Linked DNA regions of Mus musculus: region 1 is linked to region 2. Evidence: chromatin contacts called from public ChIA-PET data. All regions are on one chromosome and are shown on one strand. Each heading gives the region's core, a stretch centred on a gene start, on an enhancer-like site or on the middle of the called end of the contact. The rest is flanking DNA. Distances are from core to core; before and after follow the strand shown.

Evidence for each region. ChIA-PET counts read pairs in DNA pulled down with a chosen protein or histone mark.
Region 1: an RNA polymerase II ChIA-PET map of memory CD8 T cells shows a contact between it and region 2, with 52 read pairs. The contact joins two enhancer-like sites. A contact is called at or near these places in 2 of 115 datasets of contacts at active chromatin or transcription factors (embryonic stem cells and memory CD8 T cells).

The regions. Positions count from the first base shown.
Region 1 is chr2:166,617,054-166,622,321 of GRCm38.p6, reverse strand. It overlaps Prex1 (phosphatidylinositol-3,4,5-trisphosphate-dependent Rac exchange factor 1), which reads left to right. Exons shown (of 40, transcript NM_177782.3): 6 at 989-1,150; 7 at 4,356-4,489. Among named protein-coding and RNA genes, the nearest start is that of Gm29679, 55 kb to the right of the region's middle. Within about 2 kb of position 1,666, at least 84 of the 459 cell types and tissues checked have an H3K27ac peak or open chromatin away from gene starts, as enhancers often do. A contact at or near this core is called in memory CD8 T cells, where this site is marked.
Region 2 is chr2:166,545,994-166,551,455 of GRCm38.p6, reverse strand. No RefSeq gene overlaps it. Among named protein-coding and RNA genes, the nearest start is that of Gm29679, 16 kb to the left of the region's middle. Within about 2 kb of position 2,180, at least 78 of the 459 cell types and tissues checked have an H3K27ac peak or open chromatin away from gene starts, as enhancers often do. A contact at or near this core is called in memory CD8 T cells, where this site is marked.

The sequences.
Region 1 (5,268 bases), core at 417-2,916, 71 kb before region 2:
CTGAGCAAGAGGCCTGTTCGTTTATTTACCTTTCAGTCCTGGGGACTGAACCCAGGGTGAGCCTTGGACATACGCATAGGGGAGTGGTTACCAGTGAGCTGTGCATGAGCCCCAGTAGGCGTATCCCCCTGTCCAGTTCACTAAGAGAGCTGGGGTAATCAGTGTCTGTGGTCACCTTTGTGACCTGCCCATTTCTGTGTTCTGTGACCCCCTCCCCCAGTCACCTGCCATCCCTTGTCATGCCCTTTGAGCCCGCTCTTCCGGCTGCCCGCCATGTTGCTCCCTCCTCACGTCCCCAGCCTCCCTGATTGGTGCTTGTATGCTCTCTATTCTAACTTCTCTAAGTGTTTCTTCCTGGTGGTCCCCAATTTTTCTTAGCTTTCTGGCCTCTGTCTTCTATGATACCCACCAGGCAAAGTGTTTTTTGTCTGTTTCCTGGTATATTGACTCTCCCTTTAAAGACAGTCAGATGGCACCCACAGAACGAATTAATGAATGAGGGAGGGAACAAATGAATGTCTTCGTTTCCTTTTCTGTCAATGGAATGAAACATCTGACAAAATCATCATAAGGGAGGATGGTTTTATTGCAGTTCTTTCAGGTCCGGTCCATCAGGAAAGAGAGGGGTGTAGCTGGTCTCTGTGTCTGTAGTCAGGGAGCAGACAGGAGTGGATGCTGGTGTTCAGCTGCCGTTCTTCTCTTTGTTCAGTCTGGAAGCCCAGCCTTTGGGATTTTACCACCCATGTTCAAGGCCAGCCTACCCTGTTAAACCTCTCTGGAAGCGCCCTCATTGACACTCAGGGATTTATCTTCTATGTGACCCCAGATCTAGTTAGTTCTCTGGGAAGACTGACACTCGTGTGAATGAGCCAGCAAGTGTTAGCTTTGCTCATCCTCCCTTTGGCACACTGGTTTGGCGTGACTCTACCTCTGCCCGAGTCTATGCCCCTGCACTGATCACCCTCTGTTCTGCCCCTTCCCACACTAGGAGTTGGCCAAGAGGACCCCCGGCAAGCACCCTGACCACACCGCGGTACAGAGTGCCCTGCAGGCCATGAAGACTGTCTGCTCCAACATCAATGAGACTAAGAGGCAGATGGAGAAGCTGGAGGCCCTGGAGCAGCTGCAGTCTCACATTGAAGGCTGGGAGGTGCGTGGTCAGGGTCCTCTGCTGAGGGGGCTGGGCCCCCAGTTGGAGCTGTAGATCACGGGCTCGCTCCTCAGTTTGGCCTGCCTCGTGTGGTTGCTTACAAGTGACTTAGTTGACTCAATGAAACATAAAATCCCAGATTTTACATTTCGGTAGAAAACTTGGTAACACTGCTGTGTCTCCCAGTAGCTGTCACTGAGACGCCTGTTTCCTTAGCCTCTGTCACTGCAGGCCATGCCAACTCCCCTCAGTAACTGTGTGTGGCCTCGCCTTCCTGACACCTACAAGCCTTTGTGCTTCTTGTGCCAGCACTGAGGGCAACATTTACATATCTATCAGTATTAGTTTATTTTCCTGTCACTGTGACAAAATGCCAGATGAAAACCACGGAAGGAAGAAAGAGTTTGTTGTGGCTGGCAGCTGGGGGTGCAGCCCACCGTGATGGAGAAGAGCAGTAGCTTCGCACAGCTGGTCCCAGCACACCCACAGGAAGCCGGCAGAGGCGAGATAGCTCTCTTCTCCTTTGTACTCAGATGATGATACCACCCACGTTTAAGGTGATCTTCCCTCCTCGGTAAACACAGTCTAGACACTTCCTCACAGCCAGAAGTCTAGAAGGTGATTCTAGGTCCTGACAGGTTGACAGAATCAAGCTTTCACACACACAGTGTATGTAACTGACTTTTCTTTATCACACTTACGTGTGTGTGTGTGTGTGTGTGTGTGTGTGCATTCATGTGTGTGAGCCCAGTGTGCCACAGCATGTATGTAGAAGTCAGAGGACAACTGGTAAGAGTCAGCGCTTTTCTTCCACTGGGTGGGACCTAGGCGTTGAACTCACATCATCCGGTTTGGCAGCAAGCCCCTTCACCCACTGAGCCATCTCCTCAGCCTGTAACCAACGCACTTTCCTGACCCTTGCCTCCTACACTATTGGAAGTTTCTTGTCTCTAGAAAGCTGACAGACAGGAAATGCAACCGGTAGGAAAGGCCAGCTCCACTGGAGTGAGAGGTTAGGAGCTGAGATGAAAGATTCTGGGGACAGACGTTGCTGTCTGACACCCCCAGCCCAAGCCCCGCCCCCAACCCTACCGGGACCTGGGTGTTCCTGGATTTAATATTCCTTTCTTGTACTGGCGCCCCCCCCCCCATGGAAGGTCCAGCTGCAGAGAAGACTGGGGCTTTGTTCAGAGACTAGGGGGTGACATGTCCCCTGAACTCTCCCTCACTGGCCATCTTCCCAAGGGGAGCCCTCTAGCTCCCAGAGTCCCTTGCAGATGGACTTTGGAAGGGGCATTGAGGTTTGGCCTCGATCAAGTGGATGGTGGGAGAGATAAGGTTCCCCCTTGTGAGACGGGCTGCCACAGGAGGGCCTGGCTTTCTGTGGCTTTAGCAGTACAGCCCTCCCCCTTTCCATCCAGCTTCCCGAGCTTCTAGCTTCCTCCCTCCAGCTTCTGTTAACTGGCCTGAGTAGGTAGGGTGGTGTGTTCATCAGGCAAGGTGGCTGGTAAGGCAGCCAACCTGGCATCTGGCTCCTTTGACTGTAGGGGCCACTTGTGGCTTTACCCAAAGCAAGTGCCACATGGTCTGCCTTCCAACTGTGTCACAGGCCTCTGTCCTCAGCTCCTTGCAGTCTCTAGACACACTCTGGCACATCCTGGTTGCCATGGGGCTGAGGGGGTGACTCCGAGGAGCTCACAATGCAGTATAGACCAGGATGTGTGACCAGCCAGGCTGGGTGGGTGACTTTGCACCAACAGGGCTCTTTCCTTCCTGTGCCTTGGACATGTCTGTCACCAGCGCCCTTCCTTAACCCCCGATGGCTATCTTGCATCTCTGGAAAGAGATAAAGGAGCGGGGAGAGGGGCTAGAGACCTATTTCAAGATAGTGACATACCACCGGCTCCTTGGTGTGACTTGGTCCTTTGGACCATGCTTGGCGCCAAAGAAGCTGGGGAATGTAGGTCATTGGTCAGGCAGCCAATGCCTGTGAAACTCATTCCCCAAGATGAACCAAGGGGAGCAAGGATCTGGGCTACCTGAATGAGGGTTTCTGAGTTTGCCAGGATTCCACTCAATTCCCTCTCCTCAGCTCTCGGAATCTATATGACCTGGCCCAGCCTACCCAGGACTCCACACAGACCCACTACGTGTTGGCTCTGAGGACTCCTGCTAGCAGGACTTTCCTAGTCCCTGTCTGTGCTTGTCCTTAACACTTCTCCTGGTCCTTGGCCCCAATCTTATCATTGCTGCTCAGCACACCTGCTGTATTAGCCTGTGTGACACTCATCCCACAGAGCTTGGTGATGGATGGATCCAGCCTTCACTGGATCAAGTGCTCCCAGAATCCTGCCCTAACATTCCTACATGGCATCTGTCAAGTCCCTCCTGCATCCCGGGGAAGGTCGTTAGGTGCTAGAAATCTCCAGTCCTTACCGAAGTGCTTATCTTGTGGGGAAGGCTCAACAAGCCAGATTGCAAATAGATCACAGGGAAAGACAGACCGCAGGACACCTAGACAAAACCCAGTCCCCTAAAGGGCTGGATGCAGCCCCCTAGGGCCTGTTGTCAGCCACGTGAGTTGGTGTATCAGCTCCCTGTACCTCTGAGTGTCTCCTGTAAAAGGACATGCAGTCCACTGATGGCACTGGCCCACACAGCCCTCCATCCCATTGCCTTGGCTTCTTGTCTGCTGAGAGCTTTGAGTGTGGAGGCTGATAGGGATGTAGGGGTGTGGAGGGAAAGGTGCTTGATGGTTAGTGTTGTCAGGCTGACAGGGTCTAGAATCACCTTGGAGACAGGTACAATGTCTCCTAGCCTCCAGGTATATTGGTGAGTGATTATTTAGTGTCTGGGCATGCCTCTAAGGGCTGTCTTAGATCCATTGATGTGGAAAGATCCATTTGAGATGTGGGGGTACCATCACCTGGCTGGGATCCTGGACTGTGCAGATGCAGAGCGAGCTGAGCAGCAGGGGGCGTCCATGACTCTCTGCTTCCTGATTGTGAATGTGATCCAGGCAGCTGCTTCAAGCTCCCGCTCTGACCATCCAGCCGTGAAGGACTGTACATCGAACTGTGGGGCTGAAGCAAACCCTTCTCCCTTGAGTTACTTTTGCCGGGGTGTTTTCCCTCTGCAGTGAGGGAAGAGGCTTAAGATGGGTGTGTCCCTGGCTGCTCATTGCTGCCCTTCATTGCCTCCCCAGGGCTCCAACCTCACAGACATCTGCACCGAGCTCCTCCTTCAGGGCAACCTGCTGAAGATCTCTGCGGGCAACATCCAAGAGAGAGCCTTCTTCCTCTTTGACAACCTGCTTGTCTACTGCAAGCGGAAGTCTAGGTGAGCTGCTGCCCCCTCCCCCCCATGGTTACCATGGTGATAGAAATAGACAATGCTAAATGCCCATTTCTTCAGGTGTCACCTCAGGCTTGCCAGTGTCCCTCTCTGGGCTTTGTTTTTTCTTCTGAGTATTCATGGAGATACTCTAAGTCAAGTTCTGAAAAGCAGCAAGGGGGTATTTTTGCCGTATATGTTTTAATGTTCAGCCTTTGAAGTGGTTCACATATTAGCATGACGCGTCCGTGGGTCCCAGTCACGGTCTCCTTGTGCCCCGGGAACACTGCATCATACAGGGCAGCTCTAGACGGCTGTGGAAGTTCACCAGCATCCTGAGATCCGAAGGTCCCCGGGGTGCAGAGTGGGAGGGGAGAAGGCTCTCCCCACTGGACAGGCGGAGAAAAGACCAGCTGGGCAGCATCTTCGCATCTCTCCCTGAGCCGCTTGCCCTCTGTGGGGACCAGGAGTGAGGGACAGGTGGCAGGCACGCTTGTGTGTGGTTGGAAGTGTCAAGTGGGGCGTGGGGCGGTGGGAAGGGGGATGGAGAGATCGCTAGAGGCTTGGATGGTGAATGGATAGTGGGTATGGAAGGGAGAGAGAAGAATGTGACGATGTGGACATGGAGGAGGAGGGAGGAAGCGGGTGATGAGGAATCGTTGAGCCTGGGGATGAAGGAGTGGAGTGGGGGGGGATGATTGAATAAAGGAGGGATGGAGGGGGAGGTGAGGGAGTGGGTGAGTGACCTTTTGAGCCTGGTGATGTGTGAGTGAAGGTGGGAGGGA
Region 2 (5,462 bases), core at 931-3,430:
CTTGTGACTCATGCTCTGCTGAGAACATGGAACCTGAGAAACATTCCAGGAAGAAAGGAGATTTCCCAGTGTGGTGGGATGTTTGAGACAGGGATGTGTTGGAGAAGGAGCCACACAGACATCGGGACCTCCTCAGAAGGAGGGCAGTGGTGACCGAGGTGGCCAGGGACATGAGAACCACTAGCCTCTGGCCTGGCAAGCTCAGAAGACTCTTCACCTTTGGCTCTTGAACAATGCTTATCTCTCCCTTGCACCCATTTAACAGATAAGAAGACAGAGGCTCCTTGGCACGGGATCCTGGCCTCCGGTCCTTGGGCTTCTGTAGTCTGGGGAATGGGAAGAGAATGAACTACCTCTTGTTCTGAGACAAGTACGAGGCTGTGGGAGGTTCTGAGATAAGCAGTGTTCCTGGCACTTCCTGTCTGGGGACCACAGCCCTGGTCTTGGGCTGGCCACATCTTGCACATGGAAGACTCTGGGAATGGAGGAAAACAGCCCCTGCCCGTGGCAGTCCCTGTGTGTTAGGTCCGGAGAGCTCTTTGGGAGCCTGAGGCGGGCTTTATCTAGGCCAATGGACTGGTCTTGACTCCGCTGGAACTCAAGGCTGGGGGCCTCATAGGTGGCTGGGCCAGGGTAGACTGGGTGGTACTGAGGTTGCAGAGTCGGGGGAACCACATATCTTCTGGCTCTGCTGCCCTTTATGAGCTTGGGCTGACTCTAGGCTAGACCTGTGGAGCCTTTGTGCTCCTGATCTTTCCTGGTCACCTGCGGTCCTGTCTCCACTCACCTTGCTCAGAACTTCCTAGGGCTCCCCTTGCACTCAGAGACAGCCCATTCCCTATGGGACAGAGATGTCTACGCTCAGATTCAGGGATTTCCAGGAAGCCTCAGTGAGGCCTTTCCCTTCCCAGTGGGGGGAGCCTGCAGACACCTACAGAAAGATTGACTATGTGGAAGAGTGACGATCCTTTGGGCTTGTGAGGCTTGGGGAGCCATTTCTTCTGGGTCCGGAAGCCCCCCTACACTCTGCTCCCCATGTTGCTGGGATGTCCCATGCATATGGAAGGCACAAAGGACAGCCACATGCTGGCTCTTTCCTCCCATGGCCCCAGGAACACAGTGGCAGTTCTGCTGTGCAGGCCAGCAGTCTCAGAACAGAGGCGCGGAGCGGGAGCCCACCGCCGCTCCAGCTGCCAGGTGTGGCCATGACCTCAGGTCACAGTGCCCGGGGAAGCGCCGTGATGGGCATCTGCCTGGCCAGCCCCCCATTTTCCTGTGAAAGGGAGGCAGGACCTGACTGGGGCTGGGGTACCATCTGCTGTGTGAGTGCTTTGTGCTGAGAACTATGTGTGAGCCAAGCATCCCACCCTAGGGAGGCACAGCCACCGAGCAGGACCAGCTGGCAGGGGAACGGAGGGTAGGCTGGGGTGCCTGTCTCCATCTGTGTGTAACCCCTCCCAGGGAGCTCTGTGCTCACTGCACCTCAGTACAAGCCTGAGGTCCACCGCAGGCGCTTGGCCTCCTCAGCTGAGCTGCTCCACAGCCAGACGGCCATGCTGGTAGCCCAGAGGCTGTATACCCTGTACCTTGCACTCAGCGTCCTGGACTAGATAGCATCCGAGTGGATACACAGAAGGAACTCTGGGGACAGATGTGGACACTGGCCTCTTAGAACTGTTGTAAATTTGTCTGTACATGGAGAGAAGAGACAGGGGTCTGGGCCATGTTCTCCACCCTACCCACCCCGTGCCTTCCCTTTCTGGCATTTACAACCCAGGAAAGCAGGTGTTTTTCCCTTGACCCTGGTCTGCCCCTGCCTTGACATGAGGATCCTGGAGGGCGGGCCTGGTCCATTTTGTGCTCAGCTGTTGGAGGTGCACTGCTTTCAGACTGCTGCTTGTCCTGACTGCTCGCCCGTGGGAGGGGCTGGGATGCTCCCGTGTGTAACCTCTGCCCAAGGATCTTGCTGCATTGGTGGCAGTGGGCCTGATGAGGCCCCAGCCTGTGCACCACGGGCCTGGCAACTGGGGGCTTCCACTCTGCCACATTGTCCCGACTTTCTGACAAGACACAAGTGATGGGGATCACCCTCCCCCTTCGCCCTGCCTTGGGGGGGAAGGGGATGGGACCCCTAGTTAGTCACCTGCTGTGTGCCACCTAGAGCAGTTGGGACAGACCAGCTTCAGAGGACACAGGAAGGAAGCAGCCCCTGTGGTTTCTGCGGTCCACAGTGTTTCCTAACACACAGGGTGAGAAATGGGAGGGCAAGGGGTAAGCCTGCTTCTCTTGCTGTCTCTCCCTCAGGGGCCAGGTAGGTCTTTTCTGGATCTGGCCAGGCCTAAAGGGGCTCAAGGTCGCAGTGGGTACAGTGTTCTTTCTGTCTCTATTTGTCTGCCTGTCTCTCTTGCCCTTTGTTTCTCTAAATTCATGGCCTCTTTTACTTTAGTTCACACACACACACACACACACACACACACACACACTCACAGTTTCCTTGTTGAGGGATGAGGACTGCACTTATCCATGGATGTCTTAGTTACTTTTCTGTTGCTGTGAAGAGACACCATGACCAAGGCAACTTAGAAAAGAAAACATTGTGGCGAGGGGCGGGGGGGGGGGGGGAGATCTGAGGGGGAATTGTGGGGGTGGGGGGGTGGGGGGAGAGGACTTACATTTCCAGAGGGTTAGAGTTCATTATCATCATAATGGGGAGCATAGTAGCAGGCAGGCATGGTGCTGGAGCAGTAGGTGAGAGCTTCTGATCCACAGGCAGAAGGCAGAGAAAGCTAACTGGAAACAGAGTGGCTCACTGCCCCTGCCACACCTCTTCCAACAAGGCCACACCTCCTCCAACAAGGCCACACTTCGTAATCCCTCTCAAACAGTTCCACCAACTGGGCACCAGGCATTGAAACACATGAGCTTATGGGTGCCATTCAAACTACCACAGTGGTTACAAAGACAACTACTTGGAATGTAACCCATGTGGAACAATGCCTTGGGGAACTGTGAGAGAGGCGGCAGGAAAAAGCTCAGAGGGCCTTTTACTTTGAGGGCATTTTGCTCTTTGGATGTGTTTTTGTGCCTCCAGTGCTAAACATTTACATTCAATTTATAAGGCATGTTTATTCTTGTTGGATGTCGGATCATAGCTGTAGAACCCAATCCGGTCAGTGTGCCCTGAATCTGGATCTGGCCTTCTGCTGTGCTTTCATGTTTTCCCCAGATATACTCTCCAGTATGTGCCAGGCGATTGTGTTTCAATGGCTCTGTCCTGAGAAAGTGCTGGGAAAGCGCTGCTCTGTCAATATTTGGTATGTGCTTACTGACGCTTCTTTACATGTTTGTCTCATCATGTTCTTCTGAACTCCAACAGCCTCCCCTGGGCCACTGCTTTCTTTGTTACATTCGTGTATAGAAGTCCACTGACTCTGAAGTAAGCTTGTCTAAAGCGTTAGGCTGTGGTCTGCCCCGTTCTTTCAGGTCCTCACAGCTCAGGTCTCACAAACATAGATGTGCACAGGTCGGAGAACGTCAGTAATGCTGGCTGAGGGAAGTGGTGGTTGTAGGTTCTCCAAGGTCCATGACATCACTAGCCCTGCGGACTTGCCTAGGTTTCTGTGGTCCTCCCCGCTCTCGTGGTCATCGGCCTATATGGTTCACGAGGGCAGTGGGAGCAGAGGGGACAAACGGGTTGGAAGCTCTGTGAGTCCGAATGGTGAATGACCACACTGGGACCACCTATCAGGAGGCAGATCAACTTTACTTTGGGTGATTCAAGGCTTATAAAGTTTTGGGGAACTGAGGGTAGGGACATCCAGGGTGGGCAAAGGTCATTGGCTGGGGGATTAGGGTACCGAGATGCCTCATTAGCATAATGGAAGCATCTCAGAAATCTCAGGTTGTAATCAGGAGAAAGGAAATTGATCCTGTGATCTAACTAAGGCAATATAACACACCTCAGGTAGAGTCTGAAGTATATGCTATCTTCAGCAATGGGGACTTACCTTCCTCCTCTGGGAGGCAACCAAGGACAATAGCGATAGCCTATAACATTTTGGAAGGCTCTTGGATAACCCTGACCAACAACACAAGAGAAGGCTTCTCATGCCTGGTGCTGAGGTTTTTGTCAGATGGTCTATTGCTCCCGTTGGAGTCTCCTGAGCCCGGAATGCAGTCCTCTCCTTATTGGCTTACAGCAAGAAGCCCAGCCACCTGGAATCCTTACTGCTCCACACACAGGCACATAGCTGCTCTGGCTTAGCACCGGCTTCAGGCAGACATAGGAGTCTCCCTTGTTCTTTATGTCACCTGGATAGCCTGAAGTGGCGCCTGAGGTTTGATTCCAGGCTCGGTGTCCTGCACATCTCCTGCCACCAAAGCCATAGCCACTGTCACCTCTTCTTGAGCCACTGCAGGCATTTTCATGGCTCTGTCCATTGTCCCCATAGCTGAGGAGAACTCTGAACACAAGAGTTAGGCCTTGTCACCTTTCTATCCACTGTCACCCTATCTCTTAGGTGAAGCCATAACCCTGGCCTTGGCTGTAGCTTGAGCCACATGTTTTTCTTGGTCCTCTGGACCTACCTTCTTCTGGGACTGTCGGTGTTGTCTGGGTGACCCATGCCATGGGCTCCTTGCTTCTGGCTTTGTGCACCCAGTGAAGGCCCTTGAAAGGGGGGTCACAGGCATGGTTGTTGGGGTGCCAGCTTATTTTCGGGGTCCCCTGGAGCTGACCATGCTCTGGCTTTCCTGTTCTCCAGTCATGCGAGCTTTTCCTGGGAGACAAAAACAAATGTCCGTTCATGCCAGAGAGCCAACTATAGTAATGCTTGAGCCAAACTCCAACTTGTGAACCAGCAAGTTTGTTGGGCTTTTATTAGTATAGATGAGAGGTTATGGGGTTGTGGGAACCCCAAAGCAGCACAGCATCAAATTTCACCCCAGCCGGGATGCGGCATCCCCACAGCTTCCCTGTAACTTAATAGATGACGTCCCCTCTTCACTTAACTGTCCATACTGTCTGTCACCTCCTGAGACCACAAGTGCATGTGCTCTGGGGGAGCCCTCTCAGTGCCCTGCACACCCTCCTGTCTGTGTGGCGCCCTGCTTTCCCTGCTGAGTCCCCAGCATCATGTGGTTGGCTTCCTTCATCAAGGCCATAAAGCCATGATCCCACTGCACAGTGCTCGGCTTGCTCAGCCTCTGCTGAACTCCAAGGCTGAGACACAGTGCTGAAGAGTGTCCAGTGGATACTGACGAGGGAATAAACGATCAGCCTGCAGCATGGCCTCACACTGTCTGCCCCCACATGTCTGAATATGCAGGCACCACGTCCTTGCAGGAATTGGGCTTACTGCAACAGCACAGGCTCCAGGGGGGAGCCAGCTCTGCGGATTCAGAAACTGCTGCTTGTCTAGAGGCGTCCTCCTCCCTCCCACCCCTTTCTCTCCCACCCACCC